Regions from separate parts of the Mus musculus genome. Here region 1 is linked to region 2. Evidence: chromatin contacts called from public promoter capture Hi-C data. All regions are on one chromosome and are shown on one strand. The core of a region is the stretch at or near the end of the contact, and the rest is flanking DNA. Distances in the headings are between cores, read along the strand shown. Region 1 holds the start of Gdnf (glial cell line derived neurotrophic factor). Region 2 holds the start of Ptger4 (prostaglandin E receptor 4 (subtype EP4)).

The links. Promoter capture Hi-C pulls out the DNA fragments that hold promoters and counts their contacts.
Region 1: a contact with region 2 is called in a promoter capture Hi-C map of embryonic stem cells, with 3 times the contacts expected there. The contact joins the promoter of Gdnf here to the promoter of Ptger4 in region 2.

Annotation. Positions count from the first base shown.
Region 1 is chr15:7,814,113-7,816,812 of GRCm38.p6, reverse strand. Gdnf (glial cell line derived neurotrophic factor) reads right to left here and starts at 1,263. Exons shown (of 2, transcript NM_001301357.1): 1 at 1,048-1,263. The coding sequence starts at 1,198.
Region 2 is chr15:5,242,898-5,245,597 of GRCm38.p6, reverse strand. It overlaps Ptger4 (prostaglandin E receptor 4 (subtype EP4)), which reads left to right and starts at 1,411. Exons shown (of 3, transcript NM_008965.2): 1 at 1,411-1,915; 2 at 2,403-2,700. The coding sequence starts at 1,900.

The DNA.
Region 1 (2,700 bases), core at 14-2,513, 2.6 Mb before region 2:
AAATCACTCCCAAAATCCTTATAAAATTCTATCCCCCCCGCCCCTTTTTGACCCTTATACAAGAAGCCATTTTTGTTGTTGAAATGAAACACTTGCCACATTCTGCCTGTTTTCTTGTCCAGGGCCAAGGGTTTCTGTACGTCCTGGGCTGACTCAAGCTTTCCCTGGTGGTCATAACCACAGGGCACTTCAAATGCAAACCTTCAAAGCCACTCGTTCTAAGGGGTGAGGTGGGTGGCCGCTGAGTATTTTGAGATTGTATCAACTTTTCTGTTGCCACCTTTTAACCTAGATACTTTCATTTTCTCTGTAACTCCTTTCCTGTCTATCTGACTTTACCCGTATGGACTTCTGAGGACTGGAGGATAGGTTGTAATTGCTCGCTTCTAGAAGGCATTAGCTTTGGAGCAGTAAATCACAGACTTGTTTTAAGAGTACCCTGCGTTTGTTGTGGTTGTTGTTTTTGAGTTAGCACTGTGCATTCTGAACGTTTCTCCCTTTCAGTCCACTTTGCACTAGTCACCCTGGACTCTTCCTATAGCAGAACTCTTCTGAACAGAATTGACACTAGGCAGATGCTAGCTCTGGAAATGGAGGTCCTTCTGTGTTTTCTCTCTGGCTGGCCTTTCTCACAAAACTCCTTGCAAGTGCAGTTCAGGATGAAAATGCAAGAGGGTTTTAGCAAGGCACAGTAAAATAGCCTTAAAAGAAAGATCCTGCTGTGTATTCTTAGAGGGGCAGGGAAGTAAGGGGTTGGGGGCAATGTGTGTGTGCCCTGGTTGTGGTTGTGATGGTGGCGATAGTGGGATATTTGTTGATGAGAATGATAAAGGGACACTATTCCACATCCTCTGTATTTGCAAGGCGCCTGGAAACCCTTGGGCAGCGGCATGCAGCTGAGTACCCTTAAGGGCCTCCCAGCCCTTCCCACTTAGTGGAGAGGCGCACAACCTTCCCGGCTGGCCCGGGTGACTGCGTGCGTGCATGCTGCGGTAGGGTGCCCTGGGGTCCGCCGGATGATGCCCCCGGGGAGGGAACGGTTCTTACAGTCACTGGTCAGCGCGAAGGGCACGCGGCGGTGGCCGAGGGAGTGGTCTTCAGCGGGCGCTTCGAGAAGCCTCTTACCGGCGGGCAGCGGGAAGGCAGACGCGGTGTGGAGCAACACCAGGCAGACAGCCACGACATCCCATAACTTCATCTTAGAGTCCCGTCCGGCGGCGGCACCTGCGCGGGCGGGCAGCGGGGAAGAGAACCGCACCAGGCAAGTTAGGCTCAGACGCCCAGGACCCTGGTGCTGACTGCAGGGCAGCCTCTTCACCACTTCCCTGCCCCCCCCCCCAACCTGCTCCCAACTCACAGCCTCTCCGCCCGCACTGCTTTTGATCGGTGCTTCCCTAAGCACCCCGCCCTTGTTCTGGTTTACTGCCCGCCCATCTTCCTTCATCCCTGGTACACCCCAGGTGCAGCTCGCATTCCCAACGGGTGCACTGCTGACCACTCTTCGGTCCTCCAGCCTCCAACTTCCAGAGGTCAGATTATGGACATAAATTTATACCACAACTCCGGGCCCGTTGCTTCTACTGGCTCGCGCGACATCCCATATTCCCGGGGGGCGGGGGCGCACGGGGTAGCCCCCATCTGGCTACCTTTGCCCGGCCCTCGACAGACAGAGACCACCCTTCCCCTCCCCAGCAACTCCCATATGTGAGCTCTGGAAGCCATCCTTTCGCTGATGCAAACAACAGGCTTTTTACCTCTGGGACTAAAATCAAGCTCACCTATCTGTCCCAGGCTGGACCTTTCTTCTAACTAGGCAGGGTGTAGGCTCAGGCTTGGTGGAAACACTTGCCCTCCCTCTGTCTACCTTTTAAACATCCTGGCTAAGTGAAAGAAAAAAATGTCACCAGAACAAGTTCATGTGACTTTGCAGACTCTGGCCTGCATAAAAGTGCCAAGTTAAGTCACTTAACTTCGGAAGCATCGGTTTGGCTTAAAATACCAGTTCCACTTCTTAGGATCATTAACTCACGAACAAGTCCAGAAAGTGCCCAATAAATGTTTTACCACTGTTAGTAGGCGGCGACTGGATCTATCTTGACATTTAAAGCCCTCCGTGGTATACCCGAACACGCCCTTGATTTTAGTTTTGCAGCTTTGTGAAGTTTTGGTCCTAATTCTGTCCCTCTCAGCAGAGATGCTATCTTTCGGTTCCCCTAGCTACTCCAGGACCCAGGACCGTAGTAAGAGTCCTGAACACCGAGTCCTTTGGACTCTTAAGACCTCACATCTCTAGAAAGGAAGAAGGCCTTGCAGTCTGGGGTGAGCTTGCTAATAAAGAAGGCTATGTTCACTTGGCGAAAAGTCCCATCCAAAGAGACGGGGGAAGAGAGATTGAATCACTTCGGGTATGGTGGTACTCTGTCACTCACAAGTCCCGTTGTTCCAGCATGGGGAATTGGCTGGGGAGCATTCTCAAATCAGGTAAATCATGCATTTTGAGAAAACAGTCTTGACATTTTTAATGGGGGAGGGCAAATCAGTTTTCAGGTACACACACACACACACACACACACACACACACACACACCTCCCTGCACCTTTCCTATTAGTCTCCAGGCTTTTGCTTCTCTCTCCTTTCCGGGGTACATCCCTCCCGCCCCTCACAATCTCCACCCAGAATTCCAGTCTAGGTCCCTAGAT
Region 2 (2,700 bases), core at 162-2,661:
TCTTGGCAGATTTAAAAAAAAAAAAGATTTATTTATGTGAGTACACTGTAGCTATCTTCAGACACACCAGAAGAGGGCATCAGATCTTATTACAGATGGTTGTGAGCCACCATGTGGTTGCTGAGAATTGAACTCAGGACCTCTGGAAGAGCAGTCAGTGCTCTTAACTGCCGAGCCATCTCTCCAGCCCCCATAAATAACAGTAGAGGCATACCTACTTGTTTCACACAAGATTCAAGCCACCTAGTTACCCGGTTAGATGCTAAGCATGGAGTGAGGTTTTTGTAAGAAGTTGAATTGTTCAGAAAACCATACTACAGTCTCATTGTGTAGTTTTTAAAGGATCTGGTGACAGGGTTTTAATTGCCCCCTGGTGTTTTCCGATCTTAAATTCTGTTTTTTAGGAGAATAGTTGATAATTAAGAAATGATTGTTCCTCATCAAAGAAGAAGCCGAACAAACTATAAACCAAAGAATAGGGAAAGGCAAATAGACCTTTTCCGAGTTAACAAAGAGGCAACGCCTGGAAATTCGTTAATTTGCTTGAATTTCAAACCCCTCTCATCCCGCAGGTGAAGATGGCTAGCAGAAACTGAACAGGAAAGCACTTGTTTCAGCCTTCCTGAGGAAGAATGCTCTCTCTCTACAGTTAAACAGTCCCCCTCAACTAAATCTCAGGTGTGCCTGTGGGCCACAGGTCTCCAAAGAAAGCCCTAAACTCTGCCATCTAAGTGAGAAGTTGCAGTTCCGTGTTGCTCGCCTTCCTCCCCGCCTCCGCTTTGGTGCCCTATTGAGCGCAGCTAGGGCACTGCCAAGTAACTCCTTTTATGGTGAGAGGATGGATTCTTAGTCGCCTCCCCGCCCAAGCCTGGTACCTACTCACCGTGCCTCTGCCAAGTCCCACCCGGAGCTCTCGGGCGTACACACCCACGGACAACCACACACCCACTTTTCCTCTCCGCTCTGTGGCTCCCGGGTAGAGCCCTAAAGCAATTGTCCCGACATCTCAAGACCCACATGTTTGATCTGTGGGTGGAAGATGCGAGAATTTAACCACTCTAACCCGCAGAGCAATGTAGACCAGACACAGGTCCCAGCATCATTCCCGCTAAATGCCCAGCTTGGGAGTGGCGAAGCTCGAGCTGGCGTTTCCTGGGGACTCGATCTGGGGGGTTTCGGTACCTTCGAGGGAGGGAAGGCACTGAAGCTGCACCCGCAGCCGGGTGGCACCCCCGCAGGTCCCTCCAGACCTCCGCAGCTCTCCGCCCCGCCCTCCATCACCGGGCTCCTAGGCGGTGCTAGAGGAGGTCTCGCCCCGCCCCCTTTCCAGATCAGCCAATGGAAGCCCGGGCCGCGCTATGACTGTCTCCGCCCCCTCCGGGGAAACTTGCGGGAGGAGAAAAGTTTGTTCAGAGGCTGGAGACGCCGAGAGCGAAGCTCGAAACCCGGCAGCGGGAGAGGAAGATGAACGGCCTCAGGTCAGAGCCCCAGGCCCAGTGGACCCCGTGCCGCCCCCAGAGCCCAAGGAGCGGCCTCAGCGGCAGCCGCCTTCTCCGGTAGCTGTCCGTTCAGCCCGCTGCTGGGGAGGAGGGAGCCCGGACCTACGCTCTGTTCCACCTGCACGCGTGGCGGCGACACACCTGGACGCTGACCTCCCGCACTAGACCTGCGCGGGCCCTGCAAAGCTGAGACTCGCCTTTGAAAGGAGGAGGCGTTAGTAAATCAAACAAGAAACCCCAGACTGGTCTTCACCGACCCATCCCGCTAGCCTCTCTGGCTTTCCAAGCTTTTTTGAAAGCAAGATACTCTGACCTCAGTTCCGGAAAGTTGGCAGCCACCGAGCCCCGGTTCCGAGACAGCAAAAGCTTGACAAGTTCCGCACTGCGTGGGAAGAGACTGATGGCTGAGGTTGGAGGTAGGTCCTGAACATCTGAGGCCTGAGCCTTGGGCACACCGGGCTCCTAACCCCACCCTACAGGTAAGTCGGGATGGAGGTCTTTGCGTGTTCAGGCGCTCTTCCGGGAAACCAAAGAACAGAATGTCCCATAGTGTCCCAAAATGTCCATAACTTCTTTCGATGAGCATTTTATCCATTCTGTGGGGAATATCACTAGGGAGTCACTTTTCCCTTGAGAAGGGTCTTGCTCATCTCGGCGAGGGAATGAGCTGATTATGGAGCGGTGGGGGTGGGGATAGGCGGGAAATAAATATATTAATGTCAGCAGAGCGGTGCTCTTGACAGAACGGATCCAGACCTTGGGAATTTAAGTAGTCACAGTTAATGAGTAGCTACCGATGAGGAAGTTGGATCTGGGTGCTCTCCTTATCTCTGCGACACAGCATTTTGGCCATGGGTCGAACACCTTGCAAGTGGTAAATGGCTCGTTTCTCTTTCTCTCTAGGTACCATTCCTAGATCGAACCGTGAGCTCCAACGCTGTGTGTTACTAACCACCACCATCATGTCCATCCCCGGAGTCAACGCGTCCTTCTCCTCCACTCCGGAGAGGCTGAACAGCCCGGTGACCATTCCCGCAGTGATGTTCATCTTCGGGGTGGTGGGCAACCTGGTGGCCATCGTAGTATTGTGCAAGTCGCGCAAGGAGCAGAAAGAGACGACCTTTTACACTCTAGTATGTGGGCTGGCTGTCACTGACCTTCTGGGCACCTTGTTGGTAAGCCCGGTGACCATCGCCACATA